Regions from separate parts of the Mus musculus genome. Here region 2 is linked to region 1. The links are chromatin contacts, called in public HiChIP or PLAC-seq maps. All regions are on one chromosome and are shown on one strand. Each heading gives the region's core, a stretch centred on a gene start, on an enhancer-like site or on the middle of the called end of the contact. The rest is flanking DNA. Distances are from core to core; before and after follow the strand shown. Region 1 overlaps Rbfox3 (RNA binding protein, fox-1 homolog (C. elegans) 3). Region 2 overlaps Rbfox3 (RNA binding protein, fox-1 homolog (C. elegans) 3).

Region 1 (6,147 bases), core at 2,287-4,786:
GGAGGACACCTGAAGGCTTCCTCTGGCTTCCACATCCATTGATGCACTGTGTATACCTGCACACACGTATGTGGACCAGAGGTCCCATATAGAATAGAAAAGTAGGGGGTACTGATGCTCACAGACAACCTTCCAGGGAACAGGGAGGAGATGTGTCAGGATGCTGCATGCATCAAACTTGGCCTCCCACCCCAAGGACAAAGACCTTAAACTCTAGTACGTGGCTGTCCAGGATAGCTCACATCTGTTTCCTGATCTAGGCAGACCTGCATCCTGTACCTCCATTTCCACCACTGTGAAATGGAGATGTCCTTGTGTCCCCTTCCAGTCTGCACGGAGGACAGGTGAAGCAGCCAGCACAGGAAGTGTGGGACGGCTGCCCCCCCACTCCTCTTGTTACCCTTCCTCACACAGCAGAAGCCTTCAGACCCTGTACGAGCTCAGCTCTCACACGGATCTGAGCATACCCAGCCGGAACCCCAGTAGAGAGTACATGGAGATGAGGGAAGAGATAGCCTGGTGTAAATGTCCGAGTGAGGTCAGCAGAGGCGGGCAGCCAAGCTCAGGGCCACTGTTTTCTGGCAGGAAAAATTAGCTATAAATGAATAAAAAGCCCTTAGGCGGGGCAGGGGTAGGGACTTTTAGGGTAGGCGTACTGTTCATGGAACCACTTAGGAGCTGCTGGAGACCTGGCAGCCACTGGCAAACCCTACTGGTGCCATGGGGCCTCTGTTGGGCCCCTGGGGTGGTCAGCCAGGCCTCTAGGGCAAAAACTCTGTAAACAGTATTGACAATGGGAGAGAGAGAGAGTCTCTCTCCATCTTCCTATTTACAGAGGCTGTGAACAGGTTCCCATGCTTTTGGGCCTAGTGAGTTTGCCTGGAACCTCTGCAGAGAGATATATCCCAGGGTAAAGGCTTCTAGTGAGAGTCTAGGCTTGAGCTCATAGAAGCAAGCAGTATCCCAGTGAGAGGCTGGCAGGGAGACAGGAAAGAGAAGTGAGTCCTCGGCCAGCAGCAGCCGGCGTTGCTGACCACGAGCCTCAGAGTCCAGGGTCCCACACGCTGATGCAGACCAACGGGGCAGCCAGAATTTCTCAGAGAGCAGGCGCATCCTCCATACCCCATGGGCGAGCTTGCTTCGGGCAAATGGAACCCATGCTGAGCTAGCTCAGGCAAAGGCCCCAGGTCTTCCCTTCTCTAACATTTAAGGCTGACAGCAATTCCACCCAGCAAGCTCAGCTTCCAAAGCCCTGTACCCATGGGATGCTGGAAGCCAGGGCACTCAGACTAAGAGCACTGGCTTGGAGACCGTGGGCCACTATGCGCTAGGCTGATATGTGACTGGAGGGGGTAAGAGAAGAAGGAGAGCAGTGTGGGGTGAGCAGTGCACAGTGTGTGTGTGTGTGTGTGTGTGTGTGTATGCAGTTACATGCTAAGGTGTTCACCACACACTCATGGCCAAGCCAGAGGCTAAAGGCAACAAACCGAGGTCACATGGACATCTCTGTTGGAGGTGGGAGTCTGGTAGGATTTAGGGGTCTGGAATGCAGATGGCTTTGCTAGACAGCCTGACAGACAGCAGAGAGCACAGGACTGGGGGAGCCAAGCTGGGGTGCCTGAACTTTTGCTGATCAAGAGGCAGAGGCAGGTGGGATGCAGCATCACCAGGTTGGCCCCCCCTCCTGACACCCCAGAATGAATGGAAAGACGGACATGGTGGTCAAGAGTGACAGAGGAGAGATGGGGTGGGCTGCACTGGGGCTGGTCTGCTCGCTGTCAGCTCCTCAGCTCTGCTCATGGGTGTACAGTCCTGACATTGCTACGTGATCCTAAGAGATTGCCCAGGCACTCATGTGGAAGAAGAGGACAGACGGACAAGGAAAGGGTTGGATGAGACCTTCGCTGCCTCCACGTGCTTGAAGCTTGGCTGGGGTTAGAGAGACACAGATATGGAGACTGGAGCTGTACCCATGTCACCAGGCATCACTTAGGCGCACACTCATGCCCATGCATGTAGTGTTTGGATTGCGTTCCCATTCACCCCACACATGAGCTGTCCGTCATCTCCATGAGCTCATGGCTACACACTCCAAGCCACCACACCCCCTCACACCCAAAGAAGAGCTGACATGATGCCCAAGGGCATGATGGAGACGGGAGCTTCTCCCTGCGGCTGGGGAATGGAGAAGGCATCCTCATTCCCCATCCCCCCAGCTGGTGCTTGAGTGATGGTGTCTCTGCTTAAAGCCTCGGGAATTCTCACCAGACCCACAGCCGGGAAGCAGCTGTGGTTTTCTGGGTGGTTCTCATGGTACTCAGGGATAAAGGGCAGTGTGTAGAGGCTACAGCTGTCCTACCTGCTTTGGGTCCACCTCCTGCGCTGTCTCTGAGACCAGGTCAGGGCAACCAAGGACCCCGCACCTATCCAGCCCACCTGTAACTTCTCCAGCAGACCTTTAGGTCAGAAATCTCTCTGAGGAAGAAGATTCCAGAGCAATTGGGAGGGCTCACCCCCCATTCTTTTTATAGTATCTTGTGGGTGGGGCATACTAGACCAGTAATCTGTCTCTCTTGGAATCTACAGGTTTGAGGCATGAGGCCCTCTGCAGTGAGCTGAGGCTGGGGTGGGTCAGAGAACACAATCTAGCTATAATGAGGTCACCCTAGCTAGGCATTCCCAGAATGCTTAGGAGCTACCCAAGGAATGAGGAGGAAAGTGACCAACAAAAGTCAGACCACAGAGGCAAGAAGCCCAGGTGTTCCCAGAGACCACAGAACAGGTTGAGAGAAAAGAATAACAGAGAGGAAACCTGTACCTGACTGCCAACACTCTGTCTGGGGAGCCACAAGCCTGGAGAGACCTCATGGCTTCAGGATGACACATGTCCCATCAGACACTCCTGGGCATCAGCACTTGATGTGACCTCATATGGTGTATCCCCCTATAACGCAGCACCATCAAGGGGCCTGGAGGCCCCTTTCCTGCAGCTGATAGCTAAAGTCTTCCTTGCTCTCCCCATTGGCAGCCCTCTCTAAGCCACACCATACTCTGGACAAGGGTTGCCTGCGACACCAAACCCTGCAGCTGTGGAAGATCCCTGTGGGGCCACAGAAGGATCCTCCTGGAAGTGGCTAAGAAGGAATCCTTAGAAATCCATAGATCAGAACACTTTATGCCCTCCTACCCCATCCCTGCTGGGACCCAGGAACCATGAAGGGGGCAGACCTGTGGCTAAAGCTCTCCCTGTGACCTCTCCTCCCACTAAAGGGGCCGCTTAGCCCAAGCTTACCTTGCCGAGCCAGACATAATGGGGCATTAGAAGGGAATTGAATTTCCCCTTAATTACAATGGCCCACAGATATTGTTTAATTCGTAATCTGGAGTTAATGTGGTTTTCCTCTCGTGCAATCACAGGCTGCCTGCGCACACTGGGTCCCTTCCACACAGATGGGCACCCCATCCTGCATGACGCTGACCTCCACGTGTCTGCCTCTGCTGGGGACGTACTGGGCTCCAGCCAGCCAGCCTCTGGCCAAGCCCACCTCACGACGACTCACACGTGTCACATGTACACATGTGTGAACCAGCCTAATAGGCAGGCAGGAGCATAATTTTTCCTCTAATTACATATTCAGCACTTCTGAGAAAATGAGATTTTAGTAATTCAATTGGACTGAGAAGCGGGCTATAATAAAATGAAATTTGTAACAATCGTGCAGTTAAATTAGTTAAATGGAGAGGAAGGAGCTGTAGAAAATTGACCCTGCGATCTCCTAAGGACTAATCAGACATTTGAACCGAGTTGTGCTAACAAAGCCCTCGGGTGTTGCTGGGTGGTGAGGGTGGGGGAGGGGAGAGTAGGGCTAGGGGTGGGGCTGTGGATAGCAGGTGGAGGAGGAGGGGACAGGCTGGCTGGGGCCTGGCAGGAAAGCGGAACCCAGGCCTGTTGGGGAAATGCAGGTGGCTGGGTGGAAAAAGCCAACCGCCTACTTTTCTCTCCAGTGGAGTTATTCTCCACAGAATCCCTGGGGTGCCACCTTGAGAGGGACGTCACCTTGAGAGCTCCCTGATGCTGCCAAAGTTGCAGGTTTCTCAGACACAGAGGCTTTGGCGGAAGAAGAGTGAGGTAGATCTTTCCCAGCATGCTCAGGGTGTCTCCTTTTCTCCTCTCACCTGGAGCACCTCGGTCTGCACGGTGCACTGCTAACCTTGTAATCCCACCAGGAGACCCTGTCTTGCCCTGTCCTGGCACGGTGAACCATGGAGGCTGGAGGACTCTGACTGGCGTCAGGGTGGGATGGTGGGGAGTTGGAGGGTGAACATAGGAAGTGTGAATGTCTAACTAACCTGGGGGAACTGTGAGTCGGGGACATGAGGCTGGAGGGATATGCTCCTCGGCTAAGTGGGTCCTAGGCTGAGAGATGGAGCTGTTAGGCTCCTTTCTAAGCTCTGTTTTGTCATGCAGAAATGCCACCATTTTGATTTGAATCCTAGAGTGCAGCTTTGAGCAGACAGGAGGTCATCAAGACCCAGCTATTCAATCCCCATGTAGGGCAGGGATCCACACTACCTGGGTGGGGAGAACTCTAAGAAAGGCCCCCTGGCCAGGCCCCTGCCTGCCAGCTCCTCACCCATTACTGAGTGCTTGCCTCAGATGCAGAACAGGACTCTTGCTGAACTCCTGGCTGCCTGTGCCCTGGGCATCTCTGGGCCAGATGGTGTCCAGACAAGGCCAGTGGGATCCACTCCTCCTGGGTCTTCCCCTGCCTTTTTGCTGAGCCGCTCAAAAGTAAACAGCTTGCTCCGAGGCGAGCAAGCTGGGGCCCCCTGTCCTGAGGCCTAAGCATACGGTACATTCTGGAAAGTCAGCAGAAGCGGCTTCCTGCTCTCCTCAGCTGGTGGGGCTGCCTCCGCTCGGCTCGGCAGCGTCAACGGAGACAGCGGGCAAATCAATACAGAACCTGCAGGTAGGCCTTGGCACCAGGACTCATTCTGTGTCGAGGTTCTGGAAAGTGTGAGATGGGGGGGGGGGGGGGAGTCTGAAGCCGGGGATGGAGAGAGGGACAGAACAGGCCAGGAAGGTTCTGGAAGCTCTAAGAGCCCGAGGCAAACGAGGGCAGTGAGAAGGGACCCAGCTGAATCTTGGGAGACTTCAGTCTGGCTTTCAAACACCCCCAGACAGTTGTCAAGGATCATGGCTAAAGCTGTAGGGCCCACACACCAGGTTTTTTGAGGCTCCTGCACTTGGCAGCATCCATCTCTGCTGTCTTAGTAGGAGCTCCTGCAGAATGGGGAGGGGGGGAGCTTGGGTGCCGGTGGGAAGAGCTAACTTGATCAACAAAAACAGTACTACAGGTTCTCTGTGGGAAGTCACTAGGGGCAAGGCAGATGTGTGTGTGTGTGTGTGTGTGTGTGTGTGTGTGTGTGTGTGTGTGTGTGTGTGTGTGTGTGACACAAGGGATACAGGGGAAGGCAAGGAACAGCAGTTAACCCTTGGCAGACAGAGGCTCTAGGAGGCCCCCTCTGAGCCTTACCCAGAAGACTCCCAGCTGTTTTCTGGTGTTCTTAGATGATTATTGGGGAGAGCCTCAAAGGCACAGGGAACAGAGACTGAGGAAGGGAAATAAGGAGGTTCACCCAGAACTTCTCTAAGTGCCAGAATCACCCAAGGGACCCAGCATCACACACACATATCTCTACCCTTAGTGCCAGGAACAAAACGAACCCAGGAACAGAGCCTGCAGAATGAAGACAGGACCACACCCTCATTCCAGGAAAGAGGCGCCCAGAGCCAGCCAGCAGAAATGGAGCAGATCAGAGGAGCCAGCAAGGAGGAGTCTGGTCCGCACTCTCTCCCACCAGTTTCTACCGCCCGGGCTAGAGCGAGCCATTTAGTCCTGTTTCATTTTCCAAAAGGGGAGTAGAGAGAAAGCAATGGAAAAAGAGGGAGAGAGGAGGAAAACTCCAAGTTTCTCATTTAAAAGTTAATTAGTCTAATTAGGTCTAATTAAGAGCTTCCCCCCCCCCCCAAACTCAAGAATGAATCGTCTGTCTCCTGAATCCTTCAGTTCTCACTTTAGATTGAACTCCAGGAAAGGGTGGAAAGGTGGGTGGGTGATGGGGTGTCCTCCCTCTCGGGGAGCT
Region 2 (6,147 bases), core at 2,339-4,838, 190 kb after region 1:
ATGCTTCCCTGGACCGATTTCGCTCCAGTCTGAGAGCCACTGAGAGCCTCCAGTTAGCCTGAGTTCCTTGTCACTCTGAGGGAGAGGCCACTCTGCCTCTTCGTTTGTTCTCAAAGCTAATCCCCACCCCCTGCTGCCACTGTCTCTACAGCAGCTTCCCCTCCACCAGCTGACACCCCAATTCCTCCTTGTCTTCTTGAGGTGCGCGTGCAGGGCTGGGTTTCTGACCTGGCCTCAGGCTGGCATTGGGGGAAGAGAGAAGAAGGCATGGGGAATAATTCCTACCCAAGGTGGGGTCAAGAGAGATGTGACCGAGCCAGAGCCACCACCCACATGGTTGTCACCTGCACTTAGGGCTCCCTGTGTCCTATCAGCCACATTCCAACTGCCCCTCAGCCCAGCTCCCCCCCCCCTCATTTCTTCAACGTTGGCTCCACCAGCTACCAGCTGCCCCGTCCAACTCAGGGACCTGCCTCCAGATTCAACTCAAGGGTATCATAGGTACCAGCTCACCTACTCCAGAAGTCACCCTGACCCTCACATTACATGGAGATCAAGAGATTTCTGCTAGAAATAGAGGGGGGCTGTGGTTCCTGCCCCTGCTGCTGCTGTCTTTTGGGAAAAGAACCAACCATACAGACAGACAGACAGACAGATAGACACAAGTGGCTGAGAGGAGCGCGTGAGAGTCTGAAGAGCGTCTGGTTCTCTCCTCTCCTCCCTGCTCCTCCCAGGCAGTGTTAACAATACGATGAGCCTCCGCTCCCCCCGACACCACTCAGCTCCTAGGAGGTACAATGTAGATAAATGTTTTGCAAGAAATTGGAAAAATGAAGTTGGAGATATGATGGTTTGGGGGACCCCAGAGATGAGAAGCCCACACTCACATACACCAAGGCTGGATTTTTTTCTCTAATACAGCCCCCACCCCTCGGTCCTGTAGGCCCCTGGTTCCCATTCTGAACTTGAGGTTTCATTGCTGGCTGCGTATAGATATGGGTCTCCAGCTTACAGCACTGGGCGTGGGGTGGGGGTGGGCGGACTCTACACCCTGGGACTCTGTGGATACACACAGCAGCAGACTCACTCATTAGAGTATTTAAGAGAGGCCCTATTAATAAGTATGTCATCACTCCCTGCTTGCCTCTGAGGGCTCCATCCCAAGGGAGTTGTTGAGACATCCAAGCCACTGGCTTTGGTCCCAGGGTGTCACTCTCTCTGCCTGGGATACATGGTTCACATTTCTGACAGTTCTGTGGTAGGACAATCCCAGGCTGGCCACCAGGCTTGGGAGCCTCCCGCCTGCATCACACAGGTTGGTTGGCTCAGGGGTGGAAGAGAATAACTTCAAAGGAGAGAGAACAGGTGGGGCAGGAGGCCAGCTTTGATCCTGAAGGGCTGGGAACTCATTTCTCCATGTTACTAAGACACAGTCGCACATAGCTGAGGGGAAAGTGGTTGGCGACCATTAAAGCCTGTGGTAGGGGGAGCTGGAGGTAGGGTAGGCTCAGGGAGGGGATGCATTCATCCAGAGAGTGGTGTGGCCCTTGGACTTCCGAGTTCTGTACCCAGAGGCCTCGTCAGTAACATACCGCTTCGTACCTCCGCCTTAGTCTGGTATTCATTCAGGTAAACTACAGCACTGCATGACTGATTTTTTAAATTTTTAATTAAAAAAATTAAATGTATTATTAATTTTTTTGAGACAGGGTCTTACTATGTAGCTCTCTCTCAGAATTCACTCTGAAGCCCAGGCTGGCTCAGACTCAGAGATCTGCCTGTGTCTACCTCCTGAATGGTAGGACTAAAGATGTATGTCTCTACACCAGGGTTCATGTGGGATTCTTAAAACACTCTTGCCTGGGCTGTGTGGTCGGGTGGTCTTGCTGCTACTTTCATTGGCCCGTCCTCTCTACCTGCTGCAGTGCCTGAGGGTAGAGAACTACCAAGGCTTTGCAGGGTACACTTGTCAGTTTGCCCTCTAGGGGCAATCCTTCCAGCATTGCCCCCTTTAACCAGCAGGGGCTAGCTCAGGGTGCACCCAGGCAATGGGGAGCTACAGGGTGTGTGTGTGTGTGTGTGTGTGTGTGTGTGAAGTGTTAGGAACCCCTGGAAAGAGAAGCTTCTCACGGGGAGGCATCTTCTCACTCAGATGCCAGGGTGAGACACCTCTTTTCTAGCATGGAGGGAGATTTTCAGACCTCATAATCTCCAGCCAATTACACTACCTGCTCCCCTCCTCTTCATGCTCCCAGTAGGCTCCTCCACGTCCCTTTGGTGGTCAGTGAAGGATGGGGGGGGCGGTGTGTGTGTGTGTGTGTGTGTGTGTGTGTGTGGCCTGTGACTCTTCTATCAGTTCCCCCCTTCATCTCTCAGACTGGCCCTGGTTGGTTTTCGTGGACGTCAGTCTTCAAATCTCCAGCCTTGATCTTTTACACTGCCTCCAGCCTAACATCCACATTCCCCAGCAGAGCCACTGGGTGGCGCCACAGCGCCCTCCTCTCACCCTCACCTCCTGACCCTGGGTAACAAGCTGTCTGGAAGAAATGCTGGAGGGGAAGAAAGGAAGCAATTTAGACCCAGCACACATGGACTAGGGCTCCGGCTCCTGTGACTGAGGGGGACCTGGAGGTGATTTAACTTTCTTGGGCCTCGGTTTCCTCTTGTTAATTATGATGTCATATATAGCCCCCTTGTATCATGTTAAGGTTCAAGTTTATAACCAGACTGCCAATAAGATAGCCATGCATGGTGCTGCTTTTAATCTGACTCTAACTGACCACACCGTGTGAGCTGACATAGGAATAGACACAAGGCTATACGCATGCCAATATACCGTGCTTGCATGTGAGTTGGAGTTGAGGAACATGGAGACACGTGACGATCATTATGCAAGTATTTGAGGTGCCACACCGTGCTGTGCATCTCAGATTCACGACCTGTAATAGAAGCCTGGCCTGACCAGCTCTGGGCTTTGGATTCCTGGATCCCAAGCTCTTTTGCAGCAGTTTGCAGAGGATGTCTGCTGCCCCCTGGTGGAAGATTCTTTGCATAGCAGTGCTCCCATCAAGGCCGCTGAGGAGCAGGCTTCCCGCTTGCTGCCTCTGATTTTCACCTCAGTCTGCAACAGCAGTTGTTGTGAGTCGTGGCAATCCTTGTCAGGACAGGATGAGAGTTTGGCCGAGATAAATGGGACATGGACACTCCATCACGTCATTTCTCCCACCCCCTTAAGAGCAGCTGTTGGCCAGTCAGTGCTCAGTGGGCAGCGGCTGTCAAAGCTCTGCTTATGGCTTAGCAGCTGAAGAGGTTGCTATTCCCACTCTGCACCCTGATCTTGACCCTGGGCGCGGCATTTAACCCTCAGACCATCACAGGGCTGCGACCACATTGAAGCAATCGCTGTTCTTATTCTTAAACTGAGCCCAGGACCCCACTCCCTGCGGGTACCTGGACCCATGAACCAGCTGGTGTTTTGTGGCTAGCAGCCAGGCTAATCTTCCCATCACTTCTGCTGGGATACAGTCGGACTAACCTTCCCATCCATTTCAGGGCAGGGACTGCCATGTGACTTGCTTTGGCCAATGACGTGGCAGTGGGCGTGTTCTACTTCTAAGGGAAGTTTGCAGAACCAGAAAGCGGGGTGAACACTTTCCTCTGCCTACCAGCTGCCAGGCGTTTGCTTTATGAGCTTGGGCACTGGAGTGTGGTCACAGCGGGCCAGATTGAGGCCAGCAATCCACAGTGCCATGAGCCAGATATGAGCTAAGCTTATGGAACTTATTTGGAGTTGTTAGTGAGCACATCAGGGGACCTGCTGACGGATCCTTTACCCAGCTTCTCCGAGTAAAACCCAGTTCCTTCTCACAAACATAAACTTATTATATAATGTGCACCGCATCTGATGTGAGCAGCAGAAAAAATTAACAAGTCCAAGGTACTTTCCTGTGAACACTTGGAATCTCTAATGAGACGGATTTGGGGTTCGTAGTTACATGGTAACAGTAAAGGAGACTGGGGTCACTCCTCCTGCAATGCCCCCACTCCTACTTCTGTTCAACTTGTTTCTTAGAAGACCAAAGATGAGTCATGTCAAGAAGGGAACTGAGCCAGCAGTGCAGTTGCACGGTACACAACGCCACCTGGTGGTATTAACTGGCACAGACTGGTGCCCAGACAGCTGGCAGGGTCAGAATTGCCTGCACATAGATTATATGCAGACAGATCCTTCTGCTGGCGGCATGAACACCCGAGAAGAGGACAGAAGGCACTGGGTGGAGAGTCAGCAGGTGGGAAGAGGTCAGCATCACTTAGAGCTGTGGGAGCAGCCTACAAAGCCAGCCTTGTTGTCACTGAGACAGGAGGTTGGTGCAGAAGGTATCCTAGAACCAAGCCCGATTCCATCACTGGGACAGTGGGTCCCCAAGGCACAAGTGGCAGACACTATCAGGAAATCAGATCTCTACTCCTCTTCCTCTAGGTGCTAGGCTGAGGAGGAGGAAGCTCTGCCTGTTTCTGTGTACACTCCAGGCCTGAGAGGTGGTATACAGACCTCCCAGTGGAAAGAGTAAATAAAGGAGATGCACAGGACACATGTCTGCAGTACAAGGTAGCCTGCTCCAAGAGGCCTGGTCAGAGCTTTGCCACCTTGCCACGGTCATTCTCCAAGTCACTCAGCATCCATCCAAATGAAACAATCGCCCACGTGGGCTTTCCCTCTCATCTCTGCCACTTCTCCAAAGTGAGCCACACCCCCACTGCTGGGCTGTTAAGAGCACCGTATCACCACCCGCTAAGGCAGTGCAAAGTCAATGAAGACAAATCAGAGAAAAGCAGTGCAAGGACCTGGGAGCTTGACTTGTGTTCAGATGAGAGAGCCCGGGAAGAGCCATGGACCACACAACACTACAAGCAAGTTTGAGGAAGGAGGTGAGATCTTAGCAGATGCTACACAGAGAAGACAAAGCTCAGGAGCTGAGAAGAACTTTCTAGAACACCCTCAAGAATCAACATGAGAAGTGTCATGGCCACAGACATTCACTGGGCTGACTGACAGACCAGGCTGTCACAGCAGACCCACGTCTGAGCCTCACACAGGCTCTGCTGATCCCAACCTCAAGGGTTATCACCAGACGTCCCACGGTCTGAATTCACCTCAAAGGTGACAACCTCTGATCCTGCTCAATGGGTGCATTCCAACATGCCGACCCCTGCAAGCACAATGACATAGCAATGGCAAGTCCCTTGGAAAGTTCCAGAACCACGATCCAGCTAGTGATGGACAGAAACCGGCTCTGAGAAGCCCTGAGAGAAGCTGAGTCCTGAGTGAACACTGCCAGGCGTCCCCTCCCAGAGAGACATTGCTTGGATCTTATTCTTCTTGGAGTGGCTGGATCTGGCTCTGGGGTCCACACATCTGGCGATGCTGAGCCAAGTGGGGGCAGCAGAGAGCTACTTAGAGCATAGCTGGGGGGGAGGGGAGAGCAGGGAACTAGAGGTATCCTGGTTAGGTTTTTGTCAACTTGACACAAGCTAAAGTTGTCTAAGAGGACATCAGCTAAGAAAATGCCTTATCTCGGGAGGCAGAGGCAGGCGGATTTCTGAGTTCAAGGCCAGCCTGGTCTACAGAGTGAGTTCCAGGACAGCCAGGGCTATACAGAGAAACCTTGTCTTGAAAAACCAGAGAGAGAGAGAGAGAGAGAGAGAGAGAGAGAGAGAGAGAGAGAATGCCTTATCAGACTAGCCTTTGGGGAATTTCCTTCATTGATGATTGGCAGGGAGGGCCCCGCCCACAGTGGGTGGGCTACCTTTGGGCAGGTGGTCCTAGGGTGTATGAAAGTACAGGCTGCACAAGGCAGTAAGCTGCAGCCCTCCACTGGCTCCTGCGTTGGCCCCTGCCTTAAGCTCCTGCCCTGACTTGTCTTCACAATTCTGTAAGAAGTAAGCTGAAATAAACCCTCTTTTCCCTACTTGCTTTTGGTCGTAGTGTTTATCACTGCAACAGAGAACACCTGGGACCATCTGACGGTAAAGATGGGGAAGAGAAAGGAGGAGAGGAAGGGAGAGGAGGGGAGGGGAGGGGAGGAGGAAAGAGGGAAGAAAAGGAAAGGGGAGAAGAGAGGAAGGGAGGGGAGGAGAGGGGAACAG

The links. HiChIP or PLAC-seq counts read pairs in DNA pulled down with a chosen protein or histone mark.
Region 2: an H3K27ac HiChIP or PLAC-seq map of VIP interneurons shows a contact between it and region 1, with 5 times the contacts expected there. The contact joins two enhancer-like sites. A contact is called at or near these places in 2 of 15 datasets of contacts at CTCF or cohesin (the NIH/3T3 cell line and pro-B cells), 7 of 484 Hi-C or Micro-C datasets (the P5424 cell line, bone marrow-derived macrophages, cerebellum and 4 more), 12 of 115 datasets of contacts at active chromatin or transcription factors (VIP interneurons, embryonic basal ganglia, embryonic forebrain and 6 more) and 2 of 9 other capture datasets (embryonic stem cells and liver).

The regions. Positions count from the first base shown.
Region 1 is chr11:118,547,450-118,553,596 of GRCm38.p6, forward strand. All of the region lies in intron 4 of Rbfox3 (RNA binding protein, fox-1 homolog (C. elegans) 3), which reads right to left. Among named protein-coding and RNA genes, the nearest start is that of Engase, 74 kb to the left of the region's middle. Within about 2 kb of position 3,537, at least 15 of the 459 cell types and tissues checked have an H3K27ac peak or open chromatin away from gene starts, as enhancers often do. A contact at or near this core is called in VIP interneurons, where this site is marked.
Region 2 is chr11:118,736,038-118,742,184 of GRCm38.p6, forward strand. The region is part of intron 2 of Rbfox3 (RNA binding protein, fox-1 homolog (C. elegans) 3); the gene reads right to left. Among named protein-coding and RNA genes, the nearest start is that of Gm11750, 46 kb to the right of the region's middle. Within about 2 kb of position 3,589, at least 43 of the 459 cell types and tissues checked have an H3K27ac peak or open chromatin away from gene starts, as enhancers often do. A contact at or near this core is called in VIP interneurons, where this site is marked.